Linked DNA regions of Mus musculus: regions 2 and 3 are each linked to region 1. A link is a contact called in public promoter capture Hi-C data. All regions are on one chromosome and are shown on one strand. Each heading gives the region's core, a stretch centred on a gene start, on an enhancer-like site or on the middle of the called end of the contact. The rest is flanking DNA. Distances are from core to core; before and after follow the strand shown.

The links. Promoter capture Hi-C pulls out the DNA fragments that hold promoters and counts their contacts.
Region 2: a contact with region 1 is called in a promoter capture Hi-C map of liver, with 2.4 times the contacts expected there. The contact joins the enhancer-like site here to the promoter of Pla2g12b in region 1. A contact is called at or near these places in 1 of 39 promoter capture datasets (liver) and 3 of 115 datasets of contacts at active chromatin or transcription factors (bone marrow-derived macrophages, extraembryonic endoderm stem cells and trophoblast stem cells).
Region 3: a promoter capture Hi-C map of embryonic stem cells shows a contact between it and region 1, with 4 times the contacts expected there. The contact joins the promoter of Anapc16 here to the promoter of Pla2g12b in region 1. A contact is called at or near these places in 2 of 39 promoter capture datasets (embryonic stem cells and liver).

The regions. Positions count from the first base shown.
Region 1 is chr10:59,401,482-59,405,046 of GRCm38.p6, reverse strand. Pla2g12b (phospholipase A2, group XIIB) reads right to left here and starts at 1,362. Exons shown (of 4, transcript NM_023530.2): 1 at 1,066-1,362. The coding sequence starts at 1,276.
Region 2 is chr10:59,915,225-59,918,941 of GRCm38.p6, reverse strand. The region is part of intron 2 of Gm40673 (a long non-coding RNA gene); the gene reads right to left. Among named protein-coding and RNA genes, the nearest start is that of Gm40673, 7.6 kb to the right of the region's middle. Within about 2 kb of position 2,156, at least 180 of the 459 cell types and tissues checked have an H3K27ac peak or open chromatin away from gene starts, as enhancers often do. A contact at or near this core is called in liver, where this site is marked.
Region 3 is chr10:60,001,642-60,005,247 of GRCm38.p6, reverse strand. Anapc16 (anaphase promoting complex subunit 16) reads left to right here and starts at 2,113. Exons shown (of 4, transcript NM_025514.3): 1 at 2,113-2,292. Ascc1 (activating signal cointegrator 1 complex subunit 1) reads right to left here and starts at 2,443. Exons shown (of 11, transcript NM_026937.3): 1 at 2,341-2,443; 2 at 321-453. The coding sequence starts at 429.

The sequences.
Region 1 (3,565 bases), core at 113-2,612:
CACTCCTCCCATAAGCAGTTGGGGAGCTTGATGGTCCCGCCCAGTCAGAGGCTGCCCAACCAAAATTTGCTGAAATCTTTTGATGCTGTTTTACTAGAGAAGTAAGAACAAGATCGGGCTCACCATTTTACAAGAAGTCCTACTGTTGTTAGATGTTTGCTAAACCTTGGGTATATTGACAATACCTGTGTTGATTCAAATGGCAGGCATTAACTTTCCTGCCTCTTTGATGGATATTAGGTGAACTTAATGAGGTGACCCGGCCTTGTGCTTATCCATCTAACTTTGAGTAAACGTGATGCTGAGTCGCCCAGAATTTGACACTATGACATTGGGGGGGGGGGGGGGGGGACACGACACATGATACTCAGCTCCCATCTCTTCCCAGGAGGGTGAAGGGGAAGATGGCTTCAGCCTCAGCTCCTGCCCTAGCTGGCTTTCCAACTCAAGCAAGGTAGGCATGGGAGCTCACTCCAGTTCCCAGTTGTGTCTCTGGTGTTTGGCTCTCTTTGGTGGTGGCAGAGCTTGGGACCCCTGGCGGGCAGCAGGCAGGTCAGTTCAGTGATAACAGTGACTAAGGCAGGGCTGGACCCCTCCCTTGGCAGAATCTAGGCAAATCGCAGGCAGAGGCCTGCAGCAGAGAGGAGAGTCCTTCAAAGCTTTTGGGATGCGAAGGCAGTGAGTTGACCCAGGGCAGAATCTCCGGTTCCGCGTTCTCCCCTTAGGAGCATCTCTGAGACCCTGCGATTCCTCTCAAACCTCTCTGCCATCCCTTAAGGCCTTACCTGCCTCCAGTAAACTCCTAAAAGGCCTCAGCGAAAGTTCCCAGGAAGCTGAGCAGAGCCTGAGTTTCCGATAAATCACACTTTTATCAGGAGATATAGAACCCAGACTTCACTCGGGGCCCCTCACAGGATTTAGTTGCCTGCTTGCATTTCGGATGACGCTACACCTGATTTTGCTTTGCCTGGCGACCTGGCCTACCGGATGTAGGACAGATGTGACCTGCTTTGCTGCTCATGCTGTCACTCCCCACCCCCACTCCCAGAGAAGGCATCCACTCACCATATCGACACCGGTACTGACAGACTCCATTCTTCCCTCCCAGCAGCTCCATGAAGGAATCCACGTAGCTGTTGACAGACTCGAAGCTGCCCCGCAGCTGCCTCAGGCCCCAGTCAGAGTAGGACTCCTCTTCCTTGGGGCTGGGGTCACTCTGAGCCAGGTTCCCTACCAGGCCAAGCCACAGGAGGAAGAAGCCGCAGAGCAGCTTCATTTTGCACGCACAAGTAGACCCTCGCGGCTGCTCTCGTCCCCAACCCCAGCCAGGGTCCCAGGAAGCCCTGGGGACATACACAGCCCTGTGTCCGGGCTTATCGGTACAGTCAGTCTGTGTTCCCCAGAGGTGGACTTTAAACACAGCCATGGAGGCTGGGAGCCGATCCGAGCGATTAGAGAGGACAAAGGTGAAACCGTGGGAGGGGCTGTATGAGGATGGCCCAAGAGGGGACTTCCCAGTGGACCCCGAAGCGCTGGGGGGATGACTGCTCACTCTGTGAGGCTGGACGGGAGCCCCAGGATTCTCCAGCACACTTGAGCACCTCAGGTTTCTCTACTGCAGAGCTCTTCCCAAGATCTCAGCCACACCCCTGAACTACTTCCTCCTCTATACCTGTCCTGGGGAGGCCCATGAGGGTGTGTGCGAGACTCTGGTAGCCCTACTGGGGTCATCTTCACCACAGGTGAATCTAATAACAGATTATCAGGGGCTAAAATCCAAGTGTGCCTTGGTGAAAGTTCAGGTTTCGAGCCCAGTTTCTGCCTTGGTCCCTCCGTGTCTCTAGCTCAAATCCTTCCATCTGGCAAAGGTCCTGCTATCCTCCCAGGGAATACCTTTCCGAGAATCTGCAGGGCATGTGTTTATACTCAGTGCTGTATCCTGGGATCCCCTGAGACTGATGGCCCCAGGTCTCTTCTGGGAACATTCGGCCCCAGTGGTGATTCCTTCCTCCCACCCCCTTTTAGGCAGATAAAAGTCCAGGCTGCTATCAGAAAGCCTGTTTGAGATTCCAAGCTTTGAGATTGCTCTCTGGAATCCTGAGTTTGGGCGTCACTTTCAGCGTAGTTTGCTCTTGGCCATGTGAAGAATACCTATAAAATCACCAGTCTGGGAAACGACCATACACATTCTGAACTAGTCTCTTCTCAATCTCTCCTTTCCTGTCTCTCTCTGACTTTCTTCCTGTTTCTCTGTCTCTCTATCTCTCTGTGTGTGTCTGTCTCCCTGTCTTCTTGTTTCTCCCTCCCTCCCTCCCTCCCTCCCTCCCTTCCTCCCTCCACACATTCACACCTATTTTGTTAGGCAAGGTTGATATTTTTATTTGACAAATAAGAAATCAGGGAGAGGTTAAATGACTTCATTACTTAGGTCCCAAGGCTGGGCCAGGGCCATAACTGATGAGGTCATATCAGAACAGAACCATAGGACTCCTTCAAAAAGGAAGGAAAACGGGGGGGGGGGGGGGGCACAACTCAATAGTGGACCACCTACCTCTAATATGTGCAATGCCTCGAGTGTGTTTGGGAATGGGGTGCACATGTGGGTACAGGAGCCTGTGGAGGCTGGGGGATGCCCTGGAGCTGAAGGTTGGGGGGAGGGTGTCACCTGAGACAGGTGTCTGGAACTAAACTCAGGTCTCTGTAATTCCCTTAAAGAATTACAGGAAAACACAATCAAACAGGTGAAGGAATTGAACAAAACCATCCAAGATCTAAAAATGGAAATAGAAACATTAAGAAATGAAAAAGGGAGACAACACCAGAGTTACAAAAACTATGAAAGAGATCAGAAGTCATAGATGCAAGTATCACCAACAGAATACAAGAGACAGAAGAATCTCAGGTGCAGAAGATACCATAGAAAACATTGACACAACAATCAAAGAAAATGCAAAAAGCTCCTAATTGAAAACATCCAGGACACAATGAGAAGACCAAACCTAAGGATAATAGGTATAGAAGAGAATGAAGATTCCCAACTTAAAGGGCCAGTAAATATCTTCAACAAAATTATAGAAGAAAACTTCCCTAATCTAAAGAAAGAGATGTCCATGAACATACAGAACTCCAAATAGACTGGACCAGAAAAGAAATTCCTCCCGACACATAATAATCAAAACACTAAATGCACAAAACAAAGGAAGAATATTAAAAGCAGTAAGGGGAAAAGGTCAAATAACATATAAAGGCAGACCTATCAGAATTGCACCAGATTTCTCACCAGAGACTATGAAAGCTAGAAGATCCGAGGCAGATGCCATTCAGACCTTATGAGAACACAAATGCCAGCCCAGGCTACTATACCCAGAAAAACTCTCAATTACCATAGACAGAGAAACCAAGATATTCCATGATAAAATCACATTTATACAATATCTTTCCATAAATCCAGCCCTACAAAGGATAATAGATGGAAAACTTGGGAAAACTACATCCTAGAAAAAGCAAGAAAGTGATCTTTCAACAAACCCAAAAAAAGATAGCCACACAAACATAATTCTACCTC
Region 2 (3,717 bases), core at 907-3,406, 510 kb before region 1:
GACAGGGTTTCTCTGTGTAGCCCTGGCTGTCCTGGAACTCACTCTGTAGGCCAGGCTGGCCTTGAATTCACAAAGATCCCCCTGCCTCTGCCTCCCAAGTGCTGGGATTACTAGTGTGCACCACCACTGCCTGGCTTCCTTGGGATTTCTTTTGTCAGAGTTGTTGGGAATTATGTTGAATCTGGTGCCTCAAACAACAGACATAGGCTGGGCACGTGTCTTGGCTGTTAGAGTGCTTGCTTAAAACACGTGAAATCCCTGCTCAAGCTCCAACACTGCATAGCCTGCCTAGCGGTGCACACCTGTGATCCCAGTCTTTGAGAAGTAGATGGAGGAGGAAGTTCTGGGTTATCTTTGGGTACACTAGAGGTTTGTAGTTAGCCTGGGCTACTTAAGTCTCTGAATGAAACAAAGGAAAAACAAGACCCAGCAACATGCTAACAAGGACTGGCTCCGTCCAAGGTTGTGAGAGAGTCTCTGTCTTTAGCCTTGATCTGAGAGTTTGCTGGCAACCTGTCTCATGACTTGGCATCATAGAAGCGTCACCGAAAAGTCTGTCTATCTCTTCACATGGTATGTCCCCTGAGTCCCTCTTGCACACATACTTACATGTGAATGTCCATTTGACTCATAATGACCTCAGTCTGAACTGTGGCTTCCCTGACGGCAAAGGCTGAAATGCAGTTTGTGGCTTTCAGGGATTTTTCTCACAGTAATGTGTCATGACCTGCTTGCTCTCTGCCTCCCTTCTGTGCCAGGGATGGAACTCAGAGCCTTGCCAGTTCCAAGCAAATGCTCAAAAGCTAGCTATGGCCTCAGTCCTTGTTTTGTTTTTTTGTTTTTTGTTTTTGGTTTTTTGAGACAGGGTTTCTCTGTGTAGCCCTGGCTGTCCTGGAACTCATATTGTAGACCAGGCTGGCCTCGAACTCAGAAATCTGCCTGCCTCTGCCTCCCGAATGCTGGGATTAAAGGCGTGTGCCACCACGCCCGGCCTTGCTTTGTTTTTTTGTTTGTTTGTTTTGTTTTGTTTTTAATTTATTATTAATGTAAGTACACTGTACCTGTCTTCAGACACTCCAGAAGAGGGTGTCAGATCTTGTTATGGATGGTTGCTAGCCACCATATGGTTGCTGGGATTTGAACTCAGGACCTTCAGAAAAGCAACTGGTGCTCTTAACTGCTGAGCCATCTCACCAGCCCCTTGCTTTGTTTTTTGAGGCAGCATTTTACTATGAAGCCCAGGCTGGCCTTAGAGATGGGATCTTACTATGTAGGCCAGGCTGGCCTTGAACTCATCACCCTTGTCACAGCCTCCCAAGTGCTGGGAGCAGAAGTGTGTACCTCCACGAGGTGTCCTACAAATCAGGCTGCTTTATTTATTATTTATTTATTTTTATTTTTTATTTTTTTCCTTTTTCGACACAGGGTTTCTCTGTGTAGCCCTGGTTCTCCTGGAACTCACTCTGTAGACCAGGCTGGCCTCAAACTCAGAGATGCCCCTGCCTCTGGCTCCCCCCAACCCCCCTCCCCCCAGTGCTGGGATTAAAGACATGCAATAGCACTGGCACTGCCTGGCTATCTGTCTGTCTGTCTATCTATCTATCTATCTATCTATCTATCTATTTTAATTTTAAATTAGCTAGTTATAATATTCGAATCTTTCATAGCCAGGGTAATTGCATAGCACTGAGGAGGCTGAGGCAGAGACTGCCCCCTAATGACTGTCTAATCTACTCCAAATCTAATTATTGTTTTTCTTCCTCTGCTTCCCTCCATCCTTAAGCTTTTCCTTGTTTAGCTCATTTATCTGTTTACTATTATCGATTATTATTGCGGTGCCGGGTGATCAACCCCACCACCACCACCACCACACACGCACTCACGCACGCGCGCAATCAAGGCAGTGCTGTCCCACACAACTCAGTTCCCACGTCGTTTTTTTCTGAGCTAAAACCCAGGACAAGGCTTCTTTTATTTTTTCCTGTCTTGGGGTGGGGTGCTCCTGGGGCCCCTCGTGTGACAATGTCTTTTTTTCTCTCTTTTTCTAGGCGTACTGGGCAGGAAGACTTGTTAAGACTGGCCTTAGGACCTCCTAGACTTGTCTGAGACCTACCTCCCTGCAGCTACAGGCAGAAGCGGGGTAGGGGAGGGGCATTGCTCTTGACTGAGGACCGCCCCCTTCGAAGCTGGTCCTATCCCACCCTGGTGTGGCTGTCTGCTGCTATAGTCATGGACCCTTTCTGGGAAGTCTCACGAAAAGGGCAGGAGGAATGCGCGGGGTGCACTAACCTGAGTAAAGGGGCGGCAGGGGCAGGGGCGGGGGCAAGAGTGGGGGTTGGGGTGAGGGTGGCGCTTCCCTCAGTTCTCTGCAAGGCTTGAAGCCTTGGGTTTTAAAAACTAGGTCCTAACAGGCAACAAGGGCATTAACTAGTAAAAGGGGAGAAATTTCTGCAGCAGCCAGTGACCCAGACTGCTTTCCGCCCCCAGCCCCGGGCTTGCTCCAGCTCGCCAGCAAGTTTCAGCCAGTGTGTTTCTGGTTGGGATGGAAGCCAGGGGTCAGATAAAGTCCCAACGTATTTTGCAGCACTGTTGACATTTTGCCCAGTGCCTCTGCTGGTGACAGCTGCCAGGAGCATGTGTTGGGAAAGACTGTCTAGAAGTGGATTTAGTTGGGTTAGAGGGAGCCAGAGAAGTCAGTAGTACCATGAACCCCATTAGGCTACTACCCCAGAATTTCTAGGGTCAAGGTCCAGTCTTATTCTTGCCTTGTTTTCTTCAAGACAACTAACCTTAAGGTTCCATCAGAGTTGCAGGAAGAGGGTTTGTTAGTTATCTCAGCCACGGGGGTAGTAGCCAGAACATACAGATGACAAGACACCGTGTGTCAGAGGACTCTAATCTCTCCCTATGTACTGTCTCATTTAGGCACAGAGGGATAGGGTCACATGAAATCACCGACAACTCAACTAGGTGACTTCAGAACAGAGAGTCACCCATGACTTCCCAGATGGGCTAAACAGGTTCTGAGATGGGCTGGAGAGAGACCAGGGTGAGGTGAGAAGGTGCTTGCAGTAGGTCACGCAATAAGAATGAACAATGAAGCTTGCTGCTCTGTGCGCTAACTTTGATCCCTGTCTGTTTTGAAACAGAGTGTCAAGTCGCCCTAGCTGGCTTTTGAGCTCACTGTGTAGCCAAGGATGCCCTTGAACTTCTGATTCCTCTACATCCACCTCCCAAGTGTTAGGATAAGGGCATACCTCACCACGCCCAGTTCATTCAGTGCTAGGGACCAAACCCAGGGCCAAGCACTCTACCAACCAACCCTCAACGTTAACTAAACGGCAGCAGGCCAAAGGTTTGCACATCCTTGCCTCTGGACCAGCAGCAAGCATTGCACCCAAGGGGACAGAAGCCCAGACAGATGACCCCAAGCCTTGGCAGCCTTTCTTTCCTGGCCCAGTTGGTCTAAGCCAGTTGTTCCAGGTCTTGTGGGAGCTATGTGAGACAGACAGTGGGTTAATGTGCAAGCTGGAGACACCTGCTATGTTGTATATGTCCTACAGCCCAGCCTGTGTCCACAGCCCTGGTGTGAGCCAGCTGGACCCACCCTTGTCCTAGGCCACGTTCAGCCACCCAGGAGCTCGGGTGATAGCCCACAGGTGAAAATGGCTGTTGGGTGTCAGCCTGCCACTTCATTGTTAGCTGTGTGTTCTCATC
Region 3 (3,606 bases), core at 864-3,363, 600 kb before region 1:
TCCCAGCAACCACATGGTGGCTCACAACCATCTGTAAAGGGATCTGATGTCCTCTTCTGGTGTGTCTGTAGACAGCTACAATGTCCTCACATAAAATAAATAATTTTTAATAATAATAAAAATAATGAAAAGTTACTCTACGTGGCACTGAGGCCTCTGTCCAGGATGAAATCTATCTTGACACACGAACTGCAGCCAGGAACACCTCATCTGAGGTCAGCTTTATTAGACCCACTGAGCAGCAACAAAGCAAAGAATTACCCTTACAGTACAAAGAACATTTTCCCTCTTGTGGGACCTAAGAGACCCCCCAGGATTACCAGGATAGAAATCCTCGTCTTCTTCATGTTGGTACTGTTTCTCCTGGATGGGATTCTTTCTATAATTCCGTCCATCGAACGTTACAATCTGTGGGCGTAGAACATCCATGACAAATGACGTTCCAGGAAAGTCCTGAAAAAGAAAGTGCCCTTTTGTTTAATTTTTTTTTTTTTAATTAAACAATGAATACTTAGGTCACTAAGATGGCTCAACAGGTAAAGGCACTTGCTCCCAAGGCCGATGACCCACACGGCAGAAGGAAAAAGTTGACTCCTGCAGGTTGTCCTCTGGACTACACATGCAGCCAGGTAGCAAACGCACAGACAAAATATGGAAATAAACAAACAAATGTAATAAAAAATTAAGTTAAAAGAAACTCCATTATGTAGGCAAGTAGCATAGACTAAATAAATAAATGTAATAAAATTTTAAATTTAAAAAATTCTGCTAGCCGGGCGTGGTGGCGCACGCCTTTAATCCCAGCACTCTGGAGGCAGAGGCAGGTGGATTTCTGAGTTCGAGGCCAGCCTGGTCTGCAGAGTGAGTTCCAGGACAACCAGGGCTATACAGAGAAACCCTGTCTCAAAAAAACCAAAAAACAACAAAAACAAAAAACAAACAAAAAACAAAAAAACAAAAAAAAATTCTGCTGTGTAGGCAGGTAACATATGCACAGACTACATTCGTAAATAAATAAATGTAATAAGAAATTTAAATTAAAAACTCCATTATGTAGGCCTCAACTGGGCAGTTCACAGCACATCCTAAGCAAAAATAGTGTCGCTTTCCATGAGCTCACCAGTGTAAGTTCTTGTATAGGTGTCTGATTAACCTATAGGGGGTGAGGTCTTGCTAGCCACCTAAGTATGAGCAGAGTGCTTCATTCACCCTATCCAGTATGATATTTTATCGTATCCAGTTTGATAACGCATTGAGGAACCATCGGTACAATACCCGCGGAAGAGAGGTAAGCCGTTTTAAAGATGCTAGAAATAAATACCTTCCAATCAGATTTATTTCCCTATCACAGTACAATTAAAATATGACTTACTAACACAGTTCTCGGACCAACACAGTACTGAGAAGGAACAGTTTCCCGAGGCCACTGCCTCCAGAACACAACAAACGGCTTCACGCTTGAATCAATAATTCGGAATTAAAGGCTCCTGATAAACTACCCCATGTTCCCATCCCAGATGGCTGCGGCTACAAGTTCACGTACTTAACAAGTTCCACCAAAGAAGGCCTAACAATCCCTTCCAAATGAATGCTTGACCCAACCCTCAGTCAAGTCGCTAATCCGCAGCCACCTGCAGGACGCAAGAAGAGGGTTCGTGCTTTGAGAAAACAGAAAATCAACGTTGGCAGGGGGATGCAATTATTAACAGTCTTGTGCCGCGCCACCCTGGTGTGCTACTCCTTTAGCATCCCTTCCCACTTCAAAAACCACGTTCTGTCGAAAAGGAGCCTTTACAAAGTGTGAGCACTGAGCACGAAGCCACAGTGGTACCTTTCCTGAGCAGCTCCAGGCAGAGACTGCGCAGAAGGAGGAGAGCGGACTAGCCCTGGGTCATGGGTGTTTGAAGAGGGAAAAGTGGATATGCTTTCGTGCAATTCTCACATAAAAAGCAAACGCTGAACATCCTACGCTAGAGAGGCGGAGCAGACAGCACCAACGCAAGAAAACCAAAACTGCGGGGGACTGGGGCGGGGAAGGGGGCGGGGCAGCCACAGCGACCCGGAAGTGTTCTCGGAAAGCTCGGTCTGGCCCAGCCGGGCTCCGCCCCCTCCACGCATGCGCGCTAGCACCGCCCTCTAGCCCTCACCGCCGCAGGGACAGGCGCAGCACCGCCATCAAACTCCCACAGCTCAGGCGGGCGCGCGCACGCCGCCGTCTACGTCGTGGCGAGCGAGGCCGCACGGCTTCGTCCAAGGGGCGGGGCTGTCAGTCAAAGTGCACAAGCTGCTGAGGTAAGTGGCCGAGAACCTTCCAGACCTGATTCCCCCCTACGCTCCTACCTGCCAGGACTAACTGGGAGCGTAGGAAGAGACCCTGGAGGCTCGCCCGCGCCGGCCGTATGCAAAGGCAGCGTCATCCGACTGAGCATGCGTGGGGCGGGTTGGCGCCTGCGCCGTGGGCCGGCCGCAAGCCTTCCCTTCCTCCCCGAGTTGTTGGGTAGGAAGCGTACCTGGGTGGAGTTGGAGTAGCCAGGATTAGGGTGCTGGCTCCTCCCCTCTCCCGCGAGCTTCTTCATCCCACCTAGAAAGAGCTACCGCAGCTAGGTGCTGCGGGTGGTGATCCGTCTGTCTAGGTGGGACACCTAGTGATTTTTGTTAGTAGAACCCAACGGGTGTCATAATTAGCCACCTCACTTGGATCCCGATCGACATAAGCATCTGGTTTGTTCTGGGCTTTATTTTAAAGGAGGATCTCTTTTTTTGTTTTGTTTTGTTTTAAGACTATAAGCGGAAAGTTTATGAGTGCGAGGTCGTCCCTGTCGTACACAAAGTAAGTATTTAACCACGCCAGCCATATTGTGCCCCACAAACTATCATTCCGCTTCTTAGGAGCGTTTCCTCTGCTTGGCAGCAGCCACAGCTTCCCTGATAGGGCCAAGTTCCAGATAATCATCATTCAACAAAAGTTCACTGAGTGCCTCGTTATGAGGATGGTAGTCTCCTGAGCGACAGGGTTGAATACTCCATGCAGAAAGAGTCATGACTGGAACTGTCTCGGTCCCCTGCAGCCTCTACTGAGCTGATTGCTTTTGTCCTCGGTTTGTTTGTTTGTTTGTTTTGGTTGGTTGGTTGGTTTTGTGGGGTTTTTTTTTTTTTTTTTTTTTTTGGTTTTTTTGGTTTGGTTTGGTTTTTTTTGGTTTTTCGAGACAGGGTTTCTCTGTACAGCCCTGGCTGTACTGGAACTCACGCTGTAGACCAGGCTGGCCTCGAACTCAGAAATCTGCCTGTCTCTGCCTCCCAAGTGCTGGGATTAAAGGCGTGGGCCACCTCCGCCCGGCTGACCTCGTATTTATAAATCATTCATCCAGGAGCCACTGTGACAAGGGTTTTTATAAGATGCCTCCAGGGTACAAAGGTAGTTTGTTTTCTCCTTCCAACGACATGGGATCCTTTTCAGTGCCTCACACTTGGGTAAGCAAACACTCTAGCCACCTCACAATACATCCCCAGGCCCAGGCTTGAAGCTGGTGTCTGCTGTCTTCCTCCTTAGCCTTTCATAGCTTCCCTGAACCCAGAACATTCCCATTCCCCATAACCTAGCTAACA